Regions from separate parts of the Macaca mulatta genome. Here region 1 is linked to region 2. The links are chromatin contacts, called in public Hi-C maps. All regions are on one chromosome and are shown on one strand. The core of a region is the stretch at or near the end of the contact, and the rest is flanking DNA. Distances in the headings are between cores, read along the strand shown. Region 1 holds the start of TMOD2 (tropomodulin 2). Region 2 holds the start of SCG3 (secretogranin III).

Region 1 (5,295 bases), core at 1,848-4,347, 69 kb before region 2:
CAGCCCAGTTCAAGGGACCTCCTGGTCTTTTCTTAGGGCTTGTGCCTCAGCTTGTCTCCTTTCTCCTCTTGTCCAGGTTTGGCATGGCTGACCTTGTGCCCTGTTTCATGAGCTCATGTCACTCACAGTCCTGCAGCTGACTTTCTCATCCCCACCCTACCTAACTTTTACTAGGGGAACCCAGGAATACTGATGACACATGTGAAAGAGGTAATAAGTGGGGCAGCTTTGATGCCAAAATAGGATGGCAATTCATAAAAGCAGAAATAGGAAGAAATCACAGCTTTAAGGAAGGTTGTGCTGAAACATGTGACCAAGGCCAAGGAACTCAAAATGGCTTTGGGAGTAAAGGTGGCTATCTCAGTCCATGGAAGAGCCAGAGCAGAAGAGCGCGTCCCATTTTACACAACCACGAAGCCTTAAAGTTATGTAGAATTGACTTTTTGGTGTACTGAAAATAAAAATGGTTCATAGTATACAACAAAGGACTAAGCAGGATAATTTATAGGAAGAAAGATGGGAAATTTAGGTTGAAAAAGTAGACAGATCAAACTGTTATGATCCATTAAAACCAGAAACTGAAATTTGAATTCTAATCTGTAGGTAATGGGAAGCACAAATACTTACAACTTACACATTTAATCATATGTCCTGATCTATCACTCAAAAATGCATTAAAGGCAGTTTCTCAAAGTTGGTTCCATGTAATGACAGTCCCTCAAGATATTTTTCATTTTTTATTTTTGCACGCAGTTTGGGAAACATTACAACATTACATATCCCATCCTATGGACATTCCCACCCCATTTACATCCCCATATACAATGATCATTAACCCATGAAAGGCTCCGAAAGTCAAGAATAAACCAACTTTTCCAGCTTTGCTCAGTGTTTTCCACATCTGGCTAGGCACTTTCTTTTTCTTATAACCCATTAACATTCTACATATTTTGGGGAATACTGATTGAGAGATTCACAGATACACACAGACATTCATGCAAGTAAATATGTATACTTTAAATTAATATTTTCATGTACACATATACACATACAATCCAGGAAAAGCAAAAATATCTTTGCAGCAAGGGATTTGCACCCTACCTAGCTGTCACTATCTCCACATTGTCTTTTACAGCTTTTTTTTCTCGTCTAGGATTCAAAGTTCATACATCCCAGTTCACTGTTGTATCACTTGAGTATTTAATCTACAATAGTTGCCCCCCATTTGCTCTGCTCCATCCCCAAGTCTTTTGGTAGGAACACTACAGAGGTGAAATTATGCCTCCTTATTGCTTCACGACGGGAGACTCACAGTAGATGCTGCTAAACTTGGTCATTTAGTTCCAGTGGTAACCTCCTAATTTCTCCATTGTAAGGACAAATTTTCCCAGAGTAACCTGTGGTGAGATACTTTAAAATAATATGAAAATCCTATTCCCCAACTACCTTTCACTCAAAGGTTTTGGACCAGTTGGTAAGTCCTTGCCTTATTCAACTGTCATGTTAGGGTTTGCAGAGCGCCAAATTTCTGATTTTCTCATTCCTTCTGTTGTGTATTTCTTTTTCAAACAATGATCCATCCGTATGCATCTTCTCTTTAATGTATATATACACTCTGGTTACTTCTTGTTGGGGCTTCCTCCCCCACCACCATGCTGACCACATTTGACCACTCATGCCCAGCCCTAGGGAGCCACTAACCCTTTATCTGCTGATCCCATCACTTCACCTTCAGCAAATTAAAGACAAAAACAAAAACAAACCCCATCACTTTGTTGCCCACCAATGTACAGTTCCTTATAAAAATTAAAATGATTGCAATGCATATTTACTGGGTTAGACTGAAGAGAGTAGACAGAGAAAATCAGTTTTCTCTTAAAAAAATCAGATTGCTGAAGCTCTGAAAAATCTTTCCTCCTCACTAGGGCAGAGGCGCTTGTTGTCACAATCAGGCTTTCTGTAGTGCTGTTTGAAACAGAAACACTCTCATCTTCTCAGTTCCCTGAGAGGGGAGAATCTTGGAAGAAGAGAGGTTTACAAATCATTTAGCCCAAACGCCCCACTTTATAGGCAGAGGCCCAGAGAGGTGGAGAGACTTGCCCAGGTCTCTCAGCTCCTGAATGGTCGAGCTAATAGGAGAACCTGGTTTTTGAAACACCTCCCCCGATATTCTTTTCATTCCCTTCCCAAATGCCTCGTGATTCAGATATGTAATGGGCACAGACGAAGCTTCAGAAAGCACGGCCTCCTTCACCGCTAATTTGCATTGTGACGGCATCACCTTCCTACCTCTGAATATTCTAAAAATTCCCATTAGGAGCCTTTTATTATTGTTTTAAAAATTCACCTTCATTTTCGCAGGCCAACAGGGAAAATTTAGGAAGCCTCAATGGAGCACATACTACCATTACTTTAACCAGAAAAGTAATAACAATAATAATAAGGTTCTCGAGGATCCGCACGAGGCCGCTTTCTGGGAGGCTGAAACGCCCTGCGAGTGACAGCTCCAGCGATCTCAGGAAAGACGCCGGCCAGTCCACCCCTCCCCATCGCCTGCTGAACGAGGCAGGGAGATGCATACCGCTCCAGGAGCTCATCAAACATGCACAGGAAGGGGGAAAGTGGGGGAACAAAGCCCGGCGTGGAAGAACACAGCCCCGCAGCCCGGGAGGACAGGAGACCGCGCCCTCCACGCCGCGGCCCAGCGAGCTGCAGAGGCTGCGGCACCGCAGTGCGGGGCGCGGGACCCACACCCCGGCGGGCGCCTGCCGTCCGGGCGCAGCGCCTGGTCTCCCAGAGCAGCCGACCAGGCCGGGAGGCGAGAGGCGAGAGGCGGCCCGGCTCTGCCCGCCCGCCCGGCCGAGCGCCCATGCCGCGGAGCATCCTCCCGCGGGCAGGGAGGGCGCGGCGGCCACAGCGCTGCGGGCCCGGGGGCTGCAGACAGCGGCCGGCCAGAGCAGGCCCCACCCGCCCCCCGGCGCGCTCACCCGTCCGTGCACTCATCCCGGAGCCGGCGGTGCGGGCAGTCAGTCCGTCAGCCCCGGAGGAGCGGGGCCGGGAGAGCAGGGGCGGCGCCGTGGCCGGGGCGAGAGCGGCGATCAACAGGCGGCTCCCGGCCGGGCGCGGCGCCGGGGCGCGCGGCTGCAGCGGAGCAGGCTGGGAAGCGTAGTTCCCGGCAGCGCCTCGCTGCGGCCCCGCTGTCCCCCAGCCCCGCCCTTCCTCGACAGGTGTCCCCTCCCCGAATCGGGGTCTGAACCCCGCCACAGCTCTGCAGGGGAGGAAGCACCTGGGTCGGGGGGAAGCCTGGGCAGGCTCTTTGGAGACGCTTGGGGCTCCGGAGAGCGTGGGTGGCAACGGCTTTCAAGCTTGTGAGGAGCATTCTCGTAAGCGAGCATCCTGACACGGAAGCCGCGTTGAGAGCGGGCTCAGGTACAGACCCCGCCCGCCCCAGGTTTTTCCGGCTGGGCAGAGGCGTGGGAGGGGAGAGTAGTTGGCCAGCCTAGGGATGGAGAGAGGTGAGCGAGGTGAAGGTTAGCAAGGCTCTAGGGTGATGGCGTGAGGGGCTGGAGAGCCCACGCGCAGTGGTGGCTTCACTGAGGTGAGACCAGACGACGTAGCCTGTCTGAGTCTTCGCGTCCTCATCTGTAAAACAGGCTTAAAGCTTGAAAAAGTGTTGTGAGGATTAAGCGACCCATAGCACTTAGGGTCTGGCACTTAGTGCATACTCAGTGAAAGTTCCTTCCTTGGGGGTTGTGAGGGAGTTCTTGGGCCGGGAAAGTCCTATATGTCGTGCTAACCTAAAGATAGTTGGACCTCGTTGGGCTGGGTAAATGTTAAAATCCACTGGGTTTGTTAGTCGTTGAGCCGGTTCACTTCATCCCTGAATATACCCTAAGATATTCTCTCTGTCAGATTCTTGAGAGCTCCAAAGATAGAGAAAATAAAGTCAAGTTTCTGAAGCATGACAGTAGAGTGGGATGACAAAGGACAAAGACCAACATTATGAAAATACATGGCATCTAGATTTACCTTCCAGAGGCCTTTTCTAATTAGATGTGGTCTCTCTCTCCTTCTTGAACTTTTGCAGCTTATTTTGAGCGTAACCTTTGCCTATGGGACTTGTCTTGACAGTTTAAGGTTGGTTGAGTTTTGCAAGTTGCTACTATGCAGTGTTTCACATGATGGTGGGATTTGCATTCAGAGATGTGGTGGAGGAAAATGAACCAAAGGGATGGATGCAGCATGGCTGTTGTAATCTCTGTATGAAATTTTAGGCAAAATGTGAAAAGAGGTGAAACAGCTTTATAGTCCGTCTGGCACGAGGTGTGCAGTAATCGTGTGGCCAAAAAAAAAGTGCTGCAGAGGAAATTCCATATCTGAAAATGATAACACTGCTTTGCATTTATGAAAATACTTTCCTATTCGTGTTCTTATTTTATTTTTATGAGAACTCTTGTGAGACAGGCAGAGTGAGGGTATTTTTCCCCAATGATAGTTAATAAGAGGCAGAGAGAGGTGATGTGACTTATTCAAGGTTACAGAGGTGGTCAGTAAGCCTATCTTCTCTCCTTCCCCTGTGGGCACCCCCAGCACTGTCTCCCCTTTGCACATTTCAAAATAGGGCCATACCTTCCCCAGCAGATGGGTTGAACCAGAAAGTAAAGTTAGTTCTCTAAAACTCTGGAAACTAGCATGATGAGCACTGGCACGCAGTAGCTGCTGACTGAGAGACCAGTGTCGTTTCTACGAACAATTGTGGTAATGGACTATGCCCTGGGCCTCCTGTCAGAATGACAAATCTGAGCCAGAAAGAGTTAAAGGAAATGGGGGTGTGACCAAATTACCCTAAGTCATGTTCCCAAGTTTTCCTGTACATTTGTTATTCCGAATGTCCTGTGTAACCGACGGGATGCCTTTGACTTTTTTATGTTGTGCATTTGTTACCGTCATAGCCTTCTGTTAAATAAGAACAGGACTGCTTAAGGCTCGAACCAGCAGTTTTCCCAGAGAAAGCTGATAGTAGGCATAAGCTGAAAATAATAAAGCAATTTCATTCATATTGGAAGAAAGAGTAGCAACGGTGCTCAGTAGTGTACGGTATTTCTCTTTGGTTTCCTGTGGTTCCTCACAAGGAAAATGGCTGCATATGATAAAATGAATAGATTATTCCTGCAGAAACCAGCCATGAAAGGAAGCAGACAGGTGAATGATTTCAGTTATAGTCATATTTGGCAGGCGAAGCAGAGATACAAGAGCTATCCTACAGCCCTAGAGCCATGCTCCAGGAGGATATTG
Region 2 (5,111 bases), core at 2,294-4,793:
AGGACAGGGAAGAAACCTGTACTTACTCCTAAGCACTGGTTCTCAAAATGAAAAACATACTTTCCTCCTTAATGCCTAGGTATGGCAGTTCATTTATTCCCTCATCTGTTATTTCATTTGTTCATTCATTCTTTCATAAATTTATTCAATAAATTCATGGGCTTCCAGGCACTGGGGTTACAATGTCTCTATTCTTATGAAGTTTTCAGTTTAGTTTTGGAGAAAGGCATTAATCATAGATAGTCACACTTATGAAGGTAAGATTACAAACTTTATGAAGTGCCATGAAGGGCAAGGACAAGGTTTCTATCAGGTTATGTGTGCTGGATGAACCTAGAAATGTAGTCAGGAAGCAGTCCATGCAGGACTATGCAAGCTTCATTAAGGACTTTGGTTTTCCTGTTTTGTTTGTTTGCTTGAGACGGAGTCTGGCTCCGTCGCCCGGGCTGGAGTGCAGTGGCATGGTCTTGGCTCACTGCGGCCTTTGTCTCCTGGGTTCAAGTGATTCTCCTGCCTCAGCCTCCCGAGGAGCTGGGACTACAGGTACCCACCACCACTCCCAGCTAATTTTTGTATTTTTAGTAGAGACGGGGTTTCACCATGTTGGCCAGGTTGGTCTTGAACTCCTGACTTCAAGTCAGGAAACTATCACATTGGCTGCCAAATGAAGAATGAGTTGGGGAGAGGCAGGGTGGTTGCTGGGAGAACTGTAGATTTTGCAATAGTTTACATGAGACATAATTGGAGCTTGGACAAGGATTGGAGTTTGCACAAATATAGAGAAAAACAATTGAGAGATGCATAAGACATAAAATTAGTAAGTTTTGGCAGATTAGAATTTGAAAGGTGACGGAAAAGATAAGTAGTTTGATCCTAGATTTCTGTCTTTAAAAAACTGAATGGATAGTAGTGTCTTTCCTAAAGAAACAGTACTCTAAGAGAGCTAGGTTGTGAGGTGGACACAGATTATGAATTTAATCATGGGCATGCTAAATTTGAGGTGCTTCTGAGACTGCCAAGGGAAACTGTCAAATAGGTAAACAGATAAATAAGTGTATAGCTAAGAGAAGTCTGGCCTAGTGATACAGGGTATCAGGATATAGATGTAATTGAAGCCATGTAAAGGTTAGGATGACCTACAGAGAAAGGATATGACTAGGAGAAAACATTGAAAAGGAAATAGTGGATATTTCACATTTTGGGGTAGGGTGGGAGGGTACTTTATTGATCTAATTATTTGAAAATTATGATATTTTGTGTGTACTAATTTTTAAAGTAAATTTGAATGTTCAAATGAATTTAATAACATAAAATGTAAATACTAGATTAAAAATGTTTTCAGAGCATCGCTAAAGGAATTTTTAAAGGGAAAATAAAATTTGGCACTCTGTGGAACTGGGGCTTTACACATTATTGTAAATAGATGCTTTATCTCAATTTTTGACTTGACTAATAAAGGATTATGAATGTTTAAAAGATATTTTTAAAATATTGGACTTTCTCTTAACCCACTATAGGGAACTCCACGTTAACAAAAATTCTTTTTTCTCATTTACCTTGAAATTTATGATCCAATCCACTCTTAGTAGAATCATAATCATCTATCAGTTTTCGATTCTTGGTTGAATCAACATCTTCCACATTCAACTTATTATCAAGTGGGGTGCTTCTTATAGATTGTCTTTCTTTCTCCATTTTTTCCTTTTCTGTTATTGCCTTTAGCAGGTTCAAGTTATCAACAAAAGAATAGTTGCTCTGACCTGGCTTGTTTTCTGGAAGAAAAGCCCCAAACCAACACAGCCATTTTAGTTCAGATTCTCATAGCCTACATTATTTAAATTAACATCAACATGATTTCTTTTTACCTAGAGGATATGTTTTTTTAATCTTGTCTGCTTCTGCTTCAGCAATCTGTGAACAAACAGGAGATAGACCTGGTTTAAAATCATTGCTCCACCACTTACCAAGTATGAGAGCCAAATGATTTACTCTCCATGGGATTTAATTTTCTTGTTTGTAAAATGTGGATAATTCCTATTTCAGTGCACTGTTATAATTATTAAATGAGATAAAATTAAGGGCAGATGCTCAGTAAGTGTTAATTCCTTTCTCCTATAATATTGGTGAAAGAGAAATCTCTGGTAAATTAGGCAATCTTACAACAGAGTGGATGTGATACTGAGCTTACTGGGTTATTATATAGCTACTCTATGTATTCAATATACAGAACTCAATATAAATAACTGCTAGGGCACAGAATTTACCAAAACTAGATTTCCCATCCTAATTGCTGTCAATTAACTATTAAGTTCCTGGTGTTTGTAAATTCAAAATGACCAAAATGTCACAGCATAATTACATTAAATAATAATAACTAAATCAAAATGAAATAGCATTCATAATGTTACTTTTGACCTACCTGTTCATTCAAAGGTCTTTCTGCACTTAATTCTCTATTATGTAGAGATTTGTCTAGAATAAACACACGTGAATATAAATTTAATTGTGCATTGAAAGACAAAATATGCCTCTTATTAAATAAAATCTTTATAAAAAGGAAAAACAAACATTAGGAGAAATAATTTTTGGATGACTATGAAACAAATACTAACAAAGATTATCAAGATTATACAATAACAGTAATTATCAATATTGCCTTGTTTATTATCTTGGTGTATCTCCTGAGCTGACAGAATCACACTTTTTTTTTCTGATCAGAAATTTAACATATAGTTCTAACACTAGGGTTACCAGCTCTTCTCAACTAGAGAGAGCATAATTTGGATTGGTATTATTGGCACACTAAAAGCTCTTTCATCATATACTGCCTATATAATGAACAGACTATCTGAGAAAGGTTGTAAGGCAACTAGGAAAAAATCCGAGCCACTTTAGGTGAAAAAGATTCCCTTCCCTTTTCAAAATAAGATCTTTAAAAACAATCCATATTACTGCTCTATCATTTTAAAACTGAAGAAAAAAATCTGTCTTATGTCTCTAAATTCGAACTGATTTCTCTGTCCGTATTCATGTATATGATTTGATCAGAAAACGAGGCAGGGTGATTTACAGCTCATGTTATTATACCAAACTTTACCTTTTGGTGGCGAAATAAAAGGAAGGTAGGAAGAAGAAAAGTGCTCACATACCTTGGCTGCCTCCAGGTTTGGGGAAAGCTTGAATCGGGAGCGCTAACACCAGAATCCAAGTGCCGGTCCCGAGGAACCCCATTCTTCCACGCTCGGCTTGGGTCACAGCCCGGCGCTGGGCTCCTGGAGCTGTAGCTTTTGTTATGAATGAAAAAGGAGGAGTAAAAACAGGAAGAGCCAGGAGGGCGGGTGTGGGGCGGGAGAGGGGCCGGGACTGGGCGGCCGCGGGATCTCTGACACTCGGGGGTCAATGGATTAGCAGGGTTGGGACACGCGGGAGTCACGTCTCCAGGTGGAGGGGAGCGCTGTCCGCCCCGTGGGTGCTGAAGTTCCTGTGACGCGGAGACGGCCGCGCCAGGGCGTAGCTTTACTCTCGCTCCCTCCTGGAGAGGAAGTGAGGGAGGAAGCGCATGCTCCATGAACGCCAGAGGCGGGAGGGGATGGCGTCAGTGACTCCAACGCTACTCCAATCCCCCGGGAATGGAACAAAGGAGGAGCGACCGGCCAGCTGGCGTATTTTCTGTGCTGCAGTCCTAGGGTGCTCCTGGGCTCAGGGTCAGCTGGCTTGCCCTAAGCGTGACAGAATTGTCCTAACCTCCCAAGTAAACGTTACCTCAAGGGCCAAATGCCTTCTTTGCGTGTACACCTGTCAAGGAGATTTAGATAACCTTGTGCGAGGAGTTCTGCTTTGCGATTCTTCTTTCGGGATATCTGTTCCAGAATCCCTTCGTTCCATTCACCTCGTGTACCCAAAAGGTAGATATAATTCTAATCTCTTTAGAAAAGTCCTGCCTTTTGTGGTCTGTGTTGACGTATCAAGCATCCCTCAGCTCTACCGAGTCTTTTGAATTGGGAAATTCAAGGAGCAGTCTTCCAAATAGTCAGATTGCTGCAACACACTCTCACTCTCTGATGCTGAAACACAACAACAACAAAAACAATTTTTTGCCTATTCCCCTAAGAATGAATGTCTCCATCAGTCCTGAGTAGATGAGCAGCAATGGCAAATTCTCCTTTCCCCACCAAGTGGAAACTCCCCCACTTTACACACACACCACAAAACTAAATTAGAAAAAAAGAAGCTGCATTTCTGTAAAATCTTGCCCAGAATTTAATTATGCCCAAAGACCTGGCTGTTTCAGGGGTCCTTCAAGAGAGCGGATAGTCATGAAAAGCATTTTTCTTCTTTACTAAGTTAAGGAGGTGCTTCCTATGTTCTAAGAATACTCCCAGAAGCCTAAGGTTATTGCATACAAGGAACTATCAAAAGACTTTAAATAATGAAAACAAGCAACATTAATGTGAGCAGGGTGCTGAGTAAGCTCTTTAGTCTGATTTTTAAACAGAACTTGGACCTTTTCCTCTGGACTGCGGCATGCTGGGAACCAGTCTGAATAATGACCAAAGAGAAGGATTCAGCACAATCAGGCCTTTGATTTCTGCACCCTCCTTTTCAAGGAGGAAGTTATTCAAGTACCTAAAAACAAACAAACAACCAAGCTGACAAACAAATCTCCCTCGCTCTGGAGGTTTTTGAGTTTGGAAGTCACTCAAATACTTCCTTTCAGGATCTAAAGAGTACTTCTAAATCTAACAGCTCCTCCAAAACAAAAAAGCTCTTTCTTGGCAGTGATAGCACAGCATTATTATCCCATTATACTGCATTAAAAAATTAAGTCATATTTTTAAATCCCAGCTGAATGAAGGGTACATTTCCTTAGTTTCCTTTTCTTTAAGATGGAAATGACAGGCTCTGTTTACCTCACACTCTTATTATGAAGATCAAATGGGTACATGTTTTGAACTAGTCATTTTGATATCAAGAATATTTTGATACAGCCTAAGAAAATAAGTCATGAAATGTTTTCAGCTTTTACGAAACATTACCCAATGTTATCTGAAATAGCCATTCACTGATCCTGAGACTCACTGACCTAATCCCTCAGTTTCACTTTGTCCTTT

The links. Hi-C and Micro-C count contacts between places; a contact is called where the count stands out from the background.
Region 1: a Hi-C map of fetal cortical plate shows a contact between it and region 2, with 1.5 times the contacts expected there. The contact joins the promoter of TMOD2 here to the promoter of SCG3 in region 2. A contact is called at or near these places in 2 of 14 Hi-C or Micro-C datasets (fetal cortical plate and liver).

What each region holds. Positions count from the first base shown.
Region 1 is chr7:29,049,930-29,055,224 of T2T-MMU8v2.0, reverse strand. It overlaps TMOD2 (tropomodulin 2), which reads right to left and starts at 3,097. Exons shown (of 10, transcript NM_001260806.1): 1 at 2,988-3,097. LYSMD2 (LysM domain containing 2) reads left to right here and starts at 3,230. Exons shown (of 3, transcript XM_028850923.2): 1 at 3,230-3,429.
Region 2 is chr7:28,981,686-28,986,796 of T2T-MMU8v2.0, reverse strand. It overlaps SCG3 (secretogranin III), which reads right to left and starts at 3,543. Exons shown (of 12, transcript NM_001260692.1): 1 at 3,150-3,543; 2 at 2,420-2,472; 3 at 1,866-1,911; 4 at 1,557-1,772. The coding sequence starts at 3,231.